Linked DNA regions of Zea mays: all the other regions are linked to region 1. The links are chromatin contacts, called in public Hi-C maps. All regions are on one chromosome and are shown on one strand. Each heading gives the region's core, a stretch centred on a gene start, on an enhancer-like site or on the middle of the called end of the contact. The rest is flanking DNA. Distances are from core to core; before and after follow the strand shown.

Region 1 (3,403 bases), core at 159-2,658:
TTGTATCCTGGCCTCTTTACCAGCAGAAGTTTCTGCCAGGTTTACCTGAAAAGATGACAATCATGTTTTCAGTGAACTTACATAAAAATTTGCAGAATATATACCCGATCCCCAAGATAAGAGAGCATGTAAATAAGTGTAAAAATTAAATGAAAAACTAAGAGCCTTTTTTGGTTGTCTGCTACACATGATATGGAACATGTGGCAAGTCATACTTCTTGCGACTTGCAAATTCAGGAAGAGAAATTGTCCACCACAGCTTAGGCAGAATAGAACATGTAAATAGGTGTCTATGGACCACAAGGCTACAACAGTAGTGGCAGGGCTTAATGGAATATTCATAGGTCACTGATCAAAAGAGTTTATGCATTTATAGTTTAGATAGTGCTGGTCGTATAACTGAGCGAGCTTTGACATTACAAAGTTCAATACTGACAAGAATCTAAGATAAGATCTAGCAGCCTATCATGTGGAACTTACCATCCTACAGTATCCACATTTTCCCTAACAAACATGCGCGAATTTATGAGAATATCCCTATTCAGTTGCAGCAGGCAAAAAAATTATTTATGTAACCATATAACCTACATGCAATATGAATATGGCGGCCAAATTGACTGGTTAGAGCATATATATTATTAGAAGTACTTAAACAGAAGTGCTCACAATTTTATTGTAGTAGCTCTGGATGATGCCGTCCTTCTCTTTAATTTCTGCATCTCTCTGCTCAATCAACTCCAGCGACTGGCACTTGGACTTGTGCAGCTCCGAGATTTCAATTTTCAACCTCTCCACCTCACCATCCTTAGCAATCTACAACAACAAACATCGAGTGATCAGTGCACCCAACCAAACCAAACAAAGTGATCATTCTACTGAAAACCTAGTGTCTTACCGCCTGGATGCGAAGCTGATGTATCTCCGCCTGAGAGGAGGCAAGCTCGGCAGCGCGGCGCTCGGCAGAGGCGGTGAGCTCGGCAGCCTCGGCCTTGGAGCGATCGAACTCCGCGGAGAGGGAGGCGTACCGTTGCTCGAGGAGGGCGCAGGTCTGCTCGGCAGCGATCGCAGCGGCATCCGCCTCGGCGCGTACGGTATCCACCTGCCGCCGGAGCTCACGGATGGCAGCATCAGCCCGCTCGGCAACGGCAGCCGTGTCGCCGCCGAGGAGACGGAGCTCCTCGTCGGAGATGAAAAGCGGCATCGCCGCAAGCTGCGATTACGGAGGCCCGGCCCTAGCCCGCGCCCAGTAACCGCAGTATGGCGGATGGGTCTAAGGTTCTAGGGTTTGCCGACCGCCGCTGGACGAGGTGTGGTGGTGGTGGCGGAAGGGCGGAAGGGCGGAAGCGGAGGGGCTCAATTGGGCAGTAGTGAGTAGAGAGTCGAGAGACAGCGAGAAACAAAGCGGCGTGAAGTGAGGCAGCAAATATGTCGCGGAGTGTGTAGTGAAACTGAGTCGATTAAACATCGGCCCGCGTTCCCTATATAAAATGGGCTACGTAGACTGGGCCTGCGGCGTCTGAGGAAGCTGAGTGGTCTAGAGAGAAAAAGTCCATGGCCCCGGTTTCGAATAACTGCTTCTGGGCCGTGCTTGTGTGTCACCTTCTCACTATAGGATCTGTTTAGTTCCTGCTTAACACGTCTAGATTAGAGATGGCAATGGGTACCCGAAACCCGAAACCCGGTGGGTTTTTACCCTATTATGGGACGGGTACGGGCTAATATCCAAACCCACGGGTTTCTTAATGGGTGATAAGCTAAACCCAGCGGGTACGCGGGTACGGGTATGGGATCCTAGTACCCATACCCGCAAACCCATGGGTTTCTAAAATCCGGCATAATATTATTAAACAAACCAAAAGTTCATTTTATGGCCTAGTAAACATGGTTGGCAGCCCAGCCCATTAGCTATCTATGAAATCTAGAGCCTCAGTGCAGGAACGATTGGCTAGCATCCGAATGAGCCCAGCCTAGTAAACATGGTTGGCAGCCCAGCCCATTAGCTTTCTTGTCGGGCACGGGTAGCCCGCGGGTACCCAATACCCGGGTGGGCACGGGTACGGGCAAAAACTTGTACCCGGCTGCGGACATGGGTTTCTTAGCGGGTATATTTTAATTTCGCGGTACGGGTTTGGGAACATAGTACCCAGCGGGTACGCGCTCGTTGCCATCTCTAGTCTAGATAAAGTGTGGTTGACATGTGCTCCTTTCATCCCAAAATAATAATCAATTTAGCTCTTAGTTTCTCTACTACTATATAAGAGGATAGTGTAGACTTCACACCTCAGATGGTGCACGGTTCTGCCTCCCAGGCTCCCACGTCGGGCCCAACGCGCAGCTCTGCTCCCTCGCCCTCCCAACGCATGCAAACCAGCAGGGGCCCATTTCCTCGCCAAGCAATCGCCCTCCCAACGCATGCAAACCAGCAGGGGCCCATTTCCTCGCCAAGCAAAACAAATATCTACAACATTACCTAAATCGTTCTCTACCAACGCCATTGAGCCGCTAGCAAGTTAACATTTGGGGCTGCACCAACGCTTATAAGTCGTTCTCTGCCTGTTTCACTAGCCGGTATGGCACTAACCACAATAGTAAAGAAAGCACCACAAACAATGCTCGTGTCCTGGGCTAAAATCTTCATGTGGCCCGTATTCCAGCGATGTTTGGTGCGGCCCAGATAATGAATCGGTACAGTGTGCCCTCGCTATCTTTCCGGCGAAATCCGCGGTCGCATGCCCCCGCTCGCGATTCCCCTCCCCGCGCCCGTAGCCCCGCCGCCGCCCATTGCAGTCGCATCCATGGCAGCCGCGTCCGCGCTATTGTGATCGTCCGCTCTCTCCAGTTGGAGATCTCCAGAATCGACGTGTCTGCGTCGTCCATGGAAGGAGAATCAGACGCCGCTCCGGATCTGCGTGCCCCAGCCTCCATGGAAGGGGAGCGTCTGACGCCGCCCAGATCTGCGCGCCCCAACCTCCATGGAAGGGGATTCAGACACTCGCTAACCTCTCCCTATATCCACTGTCCCGCCGCCTCCTCCTCCTCCTCCGTTCTCATCACGCGTCGTGTGCAACAACCCCCTTCACGCGAGCGTGTGGCGACGGTCGAGGCAGACCGCAGACGGTCAAACAAACAAGTCAGGTAGCCAGCGTGGTCATCCGCGACACAGCATTCGGCAGCATGGGCGCGGTGGAGCCGTCGGCGTGGATGTCTGCCGCGGCGCGCAGGTGGCTGGAGAACGCCGGCGCCACGGCGGAGGACGCCCCGGGCCGAGGCTTCAACGCGCTGCCGCTCTCCGGCATGCGTGTGTCCCTCGCGGAGCGCGGCCGCGCGCTCTGCTCGCTTCGCGTGCCGCCCCACCTCACGGTGCGTGCCTTGCCGTCCCTCCTTCCTCCCATCCCAGCTCTCG
Region 2 (3,187 bases), core at 250-2,749, 270 kb after region 1:
CAGGGTGTCAAACTCACAGCGTGCAAATGTAGGAGTAAGCCAATAGCAACCCCCTGCGATGAACTAATCGAGGCCAGGTGAATCACCGAGAAGATACAGGTCCAGCGGTCAGTGATTACGGCCCTACCCCTACGGTTGCGTGGTATGAGTGTACTGAGCTGAGCTGACATCAGGTCGTGGCCTCTTCGATGCTCTGCAGCGACGGCCGCCACTGCCGTTGCCCTGCACTGGAGCTCCGGCTGCTGTTGTCCTGACGCGCCAACTGCAGTCAGATGGAGGGAGAACAGAAGAGTGATGAGAAGAAGGAACCTTTGCATGTTCCATGGTTAGTAAAATCCGTAGGAAAAGGAAAAGATTCCTCGCCCGGCCCTGACATCAGTTGAAACTCACCTACTAATCTATCCCCTAATCTAATGGTGTACTTCCTTCTCGGTGCTACTATAGGCTATAGCACCATCAGCCATCAGTTAGTTAGTTAGTTACACGTTTTTTTTCTTGAAAAAAAAATACTTCGATCTTCTTGTTTGCATTTCACCTGGAATATTGAATTTGTGATATTTTGTTTACTAAGTCTAGTTTGGAAACTCTGCTTTTAAAGGATTTTTATTTTTCCAAGAAAAATAAACTAATTTTTATTTGAGAAAATGGAAATCTCTAGAATAATGTGATTCTCAAACTACCCCTTAAGAGCTTGTTCGCTACATGAATTGGATGTAATTGGAAAATTTTAGTTGTTTACTTGTTGATTCTCCATTGTGTCAGATTTTTTTCTTCAGTGACAAGAACAGGTGATGAGGATAGTCACGAGAAGCTGAACAACTGATACGCCCTTGAAGAAGCGATCAAAAAGCAGTTGAGTCACCTGATCAAGGCTGGCGTCCAGGGCTGCCTCGTCGTCGTCGTCCTCCCCCTCGGCCGCGCCCCTCGCGACACCCTGCCTCGACTCAAGCAGCTGCTGCGCTTTCCTCTGCTTCTCCTCCTTCCTCGCCCGCACCGCCCTCGCCACCTCTGCATCAGGGCAGCGCAAGTTAGGTTGCTCGTGGTCGTGGCAGCAGGGCATGGGAGCGCATACTGGGTGAGGATTATTTCTACGCTGCTACTGCGCAGTGCGCACATACCCTGGGTGGTGATGAGGCGGTAGACGTGGCCGAGGAGCAGCGCCTCCTTGGGCTTGAGCAGCTTGACGCGCGTGAGGCGCACGGTGCGCCGCTCGCCGCCGGGGGCGTCCTGCCGCTCCTCGGCGACGCGGAGCGTGACGAGCGCGACGTAGTGGCCTGGGTTGGCGCGCATGACCTCGGCGGCGCTGGTTGACCAGTAGAGCCGCTCCACCCGCCCGCCCGGGTGCTGGAGCAGCACCGTCGCCGCCTCCGCCGCCTGGCAGTTCCCCATGCTGCGCCGACACTGCCTGCTCTGCTCTGCTGGGTCCCGGCCGGGGAGCGGCGACGACTGCGAGATAGGAATTGCGTGATAGAAAGTGGGGAGAGGACGAGCAACTCAAATGCAGAGTTGGTAGACCCGTAGTGGTATATGTATATATATATAAGGCTGTCTCCAGCAGCGTTCTCTAAATTCCATGCTCTAAAAAAATATTCTCTATACTTTACAGCACACTCTAAAAGATTTTGTCCTCTATATCTTCTCAGTCTCCAGCAACGTACTCTAAATTTGGTTCTCTAAAGCTACAGTGTTAACAAACTTTCTTTTTTCCCATTGATTTAGCTTTTTTGTTTTGTTTGCATTACACGCTATAACATTAAAAAATGATGCCCAACATAGTATATTTAATTAATTTTTAATTACTATTTTCCAAAATAAAATTTGAGTAACATAATAATATTTTTTTCAAATAGTAAATATTAATTACCACTCAAAGTCGTTTCTATATCTAGAGGGTTACTTAAACTACTTCATTTATCCATTGTTACTATATTCAATAATACATATTTGCGAACGAATAAATAGTATGCAAAAAAATATCTAAGACATATTAGTTAAAATTTAAGTTCTTAAAGACGATCTGAAGTTGTAGAACTAGCTTTTAAATATATTATTCTTTTTTCTATGCTATTTTCACGACAAAACAAACTTGTAGATATTTAGAGAAAACAAAATCTGAACGAGAGCGAGCGCGAGAAGCCAGACTGCGAGCGCGTGAGGCCAGTTTGACGCGGATAGCGTATGCTCCAGATTTGGCGGTTGCTAGAGGCATACTCTATTTTACAGGACCTGTTAGCGGTTGTTGCTGGAGGGCTACCGGACGGTAGAAAACGCTATATATACCGTAGCGGACCACTTACAGTCTGTTGCTGGAGGCAGCCTAAGGCTGAGTCCAGTGCACAGCCTCCCTCTCGCCCCTGCCACGTCAGCTCTCGCCTCCACTCTCGCCTCTGCTGCTCCAGTGCACAGGCTGCAGCAGGCTACAGCCTCAGGCTATAGCCACATCAGCTTTTCTATTTCAGAATTAAGTAATTCACGCGGATTTATTTCAACGCTCAGAAAACACACAACATAATATTTTTATTGAATTAAAAATTACAAATTGCGTAATAATTAAAATAAAATTACATGACGATTTAAAAATACATAATAATTAATAGAAAATTACATAAATCTAATGATTATTATGTCCCCATACATGTTCAACCAAATCATTTAGTAGTTGTGTATACGTCGATGTGTCCGTCATCTCGTTGTCCATTTGAATCCTAGCTGCTAGGCTCGGGGTTGCATTGTAGTAGATCGACGGGCCGACTGTAGAATCAACTGTGTCATATGTCTCGTCTAAATCGGCATCACGCTCGTCATCGATGATTATATTGTGCAAAATGACACATGCACGCGTGATCAAACCAAGAGTACGTTGAGAGTAAGAACGTCCAGGAACTGCTATAATGTTGAACCGAGATTTCAACACTCCAAAAGCGCACTCAACATCTTTGCGCCATGCTGCTTGAGCATTTGTGAATAACTGATGTTTCTCACTTTGTGGAAGCGGAATACCCTTGATGAACACCGGCCAGGAAGGGTAGATGTCGTCGGCAAGATAGTATCCCATATTGTGTTCATGTCCATTAACCATGAAGTTCACTATGGGTGCTTGACCTTGAAGGACATCCTTGAATAATGGCGACTGATTCAGTACGTTAATGTCATTGTTGGACCCGGCCACCCCAAAAAAAGCATGCCA
Region 3 (3,428 bases), core at 657-3,156, 410 kb after region 1:
CAATCATCATACTGCAGGGCATAATAATCATTAGAAGGAAAAACAATCATCATGCACCATGTAACTGGAAGAACAGGTCCATAAACTGGAACGACTATAGACTAAATAAATGTTAATATAAAAGGGCAAACCTAGTGTCAGAAGCTCCCATGAGTCGGGTCTAGGAAAGGGATAAACCGAAGCAAGTCTTCCCCCACAAATACAGAGAGGCTGCTTTGAACCCATGACCTGGTGACTCAGTGAGACAGCTCTCACCAGTCACCACTGCAGCAGGCCTGCCCTTCACTAAATATGTTAATATCATCCGACTAATTTTGTTAAACTAGCTAAGTGGTTCAAAATAAGAATAAAAAACAATGTTCATTGCTCTAATAACAATAGTAGACTGTAGACCCAGATGCATGATTATGCTAATAAAACTGAAAAGGGCATAATACCTGTGTATCCTCCAGAATTTTTGTAGTCCTCGATGAAATGTGTAATAACTGGAGTCGGTATCACATAGCCTATATTCTCGGCATCTTCATGTTTAAGAGATTGAAATGCTATACCGACACATTTGCCTCTATCATTAAAAGCTGGACCACCTGAATTTCCTGAATTAATAGCTGCATCTATCTATCAACAAGACAAGGCCCGTATTAGACATGCCGGTAAGCAGATAAGTTATTATTTCTCAATAGATTTACTTCACTTGCAACATCCATCTTTATATAAAGGTTTATTTGAAGTTATTATAATTTCAGGGGGGAAAGGTACCTGCAATCCTAGAAGTTCTGTAGAACCATGAACGTATGAAAGTATTTCTATCCTAGAGACAACTCCACTTGTCACGGATATAGTATCTCCTCCAATTGGATAACCAACAACAGTAACTGCGTCCTGAAGGGCCGGTAATGTTCCGAACTCGACAGGTGAAACTCCTTCCCAGAATTCATCGTCATTGACAGTTAAGAGCGCTGAGACAGATAGAACAAATGAAAAATATCAAATTAGATTGCATAAGCAACAGGGAAAAATCTTAAGTATCATTCCATAACTCATAAATGATTCTATAACGTCAGAAGTTTCATAGATTCCAAGAAAACAATACAGACATTATTATGCATCTGATTTTCATGGTTACATAACAATAAGAAAATTAACGATAGTAAGAAATAAACAATGGAGGCAGGGCAGGGATGGGAAGAGCGGGCGCACCAATATCGCACTCTGTGCCGATGGCCAGGACGGTGGCAAGGTACTTGGTGTCAGAGCCGCGCTTCTTAAGCTTAACCTGGGTATAGTGCTCCACGGAGTGGGCATTGGTGAGGACACGGCGGCCGCTGATGATAAACCCGCTACTGCTAGAGCTGTACTGCCGCTTCCGCTGCCACGGCAGCGAGAAGTTGGGCTCCGTGTGCACGCAGAACACCTTGACCACGGCGTCCATGCACGGCACCACCCTCACCACCTCGTCCCAGCTCGCGGGGCCTGCCTCCGCCACCGCATCGCCTCCATTTGCCACCGTATTAAGCACCCTGCGGCGGAGCGGGGACGGCGGACGCGCGGCGTCCGCGTCGGCGGGGTCCTCATGACGTCGCGGCTTGCGGCCACGGCGCGCAACCGGAACGGGAGCGGGGGCGGCCACCGCAGAGGGGGATGAGCGGTCGGGGGAGGGCGGCGACACCTTGGGCTTGCGCCCGCGCTTGCGCTTGTTGGAGGCGGAGGAGGGATCGTCCATGGACGCGGGCTAGGGTTTCCCGGCGCCGAGGGCGGAAATACCGAACGGGGAAGACGAAGAAAGGTCGGTCCGGTCAGAGTAATCTGGACCGGTTCGAGGTGGGCCGCCCAGGATGGGCTGAGTTTACGTAATTATGATGTCTGCGTACTGCAATTCAGAGCTTTTTTTCGTCCGGCCTTGTTTGGTTGTGCTTTTTTACTTCTGACCACTAAGAGCAACTCCAACAGGCTGGTTAAACAACATGTGCTCGGTAAAAAAAAGAAAATCACTATGCAAACGGCTTCCAACAGCATCGCCTTCGACCTCGCCATCGTATCTCACTCGCCATCAGCTTCCCGTCGCTCGGTATCTTTGGCTAGCGCTCGGGACTCGCCATCTGCCAGCCGACGCGTTCTCCCAACCTCATGCTCGCCCTCCTACTCGCCCCGCTCAGGTTCCCGCGCCCCTGCTCTGGTTCTCGCTCCGTGCCTTCCCGCTCGAGTTAGGCATGATTGTCGAAGGCGACGCGGAGCCGGGGCTAGACTGGAGACGTGCTCGGGCTCTGGCTGGAGGAGGTACGGCGTCCAACCGTCCATCGAGGCGGCACCATTGCGATGGATCTTCTGGCACTGAGGTCAAACCCGCTGCCGCTATGTACTCGATATGATATTCAATTCTGCATCATCCATTTACAAAGTAGGCTGTAGCGGTGTAGCCTCTAGGCATCTAGCAGCTCCACGGGTCAGCCTGTTTGCCATGGACCATGGTGTGAGTTCGAGTTTCAGCCTCTCATGTGTGGGTGGTGGGCGAGCGGCGTTGGTAGCTAGACGGCTATGGAGGATGCCAATATGGGGAGCACATTGTCAAGGTGCGACGACGGTCAGCCTGGCTTCGCCACTGATATTTGAAGAGTTTGTTGGATATACCATCCGTTAGGATCCTGTCTATCTTTTTTACAGTTCTCTAAATTCTAAATTTAGCTAAAATTTATATATAGACTGTTGGAGTTGCTCTAAGAGCTGTTACGTATTATCAAACTGTTAAGTAACCCTAGTTAGGGTTATGTGGGCAAATATCGAATATAGCCCTGAGGGCTATCGCGTCTCTATATATAGAACTTGTACCCCTCATATGGAATATAGATCAGAAAGAGGCCAGAGGCCCAACCCTATACCAGTGTCTCGTGTGTTTCCTCTGTCGTGCTTATGGAAAGGGAGACGGGTTCTCTACATCTTCTTGTGCCTCTACTGCTGACGGGAGGGAAGGGAGCGGATCTGGTGATCCGTGGTAACGTAGTTCTCAACACGTTATCAGCACGCTCTACCTCGACGTTGCTGCGGCGAGATCAGATCTGCATCAACTCTCCGTCAAGCCGGCAGGTCTCTGGCCTAGCCGAACTCTCCTACGCGAGAGACTTCGATTTTTCCTCTACGGAATAGATCGGCATGTTTAATGTTCTTGATACGGACTGTGATTCATGCGCGATAAACTACCATCGTCGATGTGCTTCTACGCACACGTGCTAGCTAGCCCACGTCGGACGATGTGCCTGCGTCGTGGTCGTTCGTGCCCACGTGCCAGAAGTTGCGCACGTCTGCGAGAGGAACCGTTCTGTCTGGCCGATGCGTTTCCCACCATCGCGTACCAGATCCGCTTCGCGCTCCGTACTGGTCCTTCCATCCGTTGCAATAGGAGAGGCTGTTGAGCTTCTGGTCAAAGCAGCACA

What was found. A called contact is a pair of places that touch in the nucleus more often than the background predicts.
Region 2: a Hi-C map of leaf shows a contact between it and region 1, with 6 times the contacts expected there. The contact joins the promoter of LOC100272587 here to the promoter of LOC100193455 in region 1. A contact is called at or near these places in 8 of 25 Hi-C or Micro-C datasets (ear, leaf, leaf mesophyll and 4 more).
Region 3: a contact with region 1 is called in a Hi-C map of endosperm, with 2.1 times the contacts expected there. The contact joins the promoter of LOC103655753 here to the promoter of LOC100193455 in region 1. A contact is called at or near these places in 2 of 25 Hi-C or Micro-C datasets (bundle sheath and endosperm).

What each region holds. Positions count from the first base shown.
Region 1 is chr4:187,905,973-187,909,375 of Zm-B73-REFERENCE-NAM-5.0, reverse strand. It overlaps LOC100193455 (Nuclear-pore anchor), which reads right to left and starts at 1,408. Exons shown (of 49, transcript NM_001358735.1): 1 at 896-1,408; 2 at 667-813; 3 at 1-45. The coding sequence starts at 1,201. LOC103655758 reads left to right here and starts at 3,175. Exons shown (of 3, transcript XM_023302312.1): 1 at 3,175-3,360. The coding sequence starts at 3,175.
Region 2 is chr4:187,637,271-187,640,457 of Zm-B73-REFERENCE-NAM-5.0, reverse strand. It overlaps LOC100272587, which reads right to left and starts at 1,499. Exons shown (of 2, transcript NM_001147050.1): 1 at 1,119-1,499; 2 at 1-1,008. The coding sequence starts at 1,389. The coding sequence ends at 773.
Region 3 is chr4:187,496,660-187,500,087 of Zm-B73-REFERENCE-NAM-5.0, reverse strand. LOC103655753 (protease Do-like 9) reads right to left here and starts at 1,906. Exons shown (of 10, transcript XR_002269232.1): 1 at 1,201-1,906; 2 at 760-959; 3 at 438-618.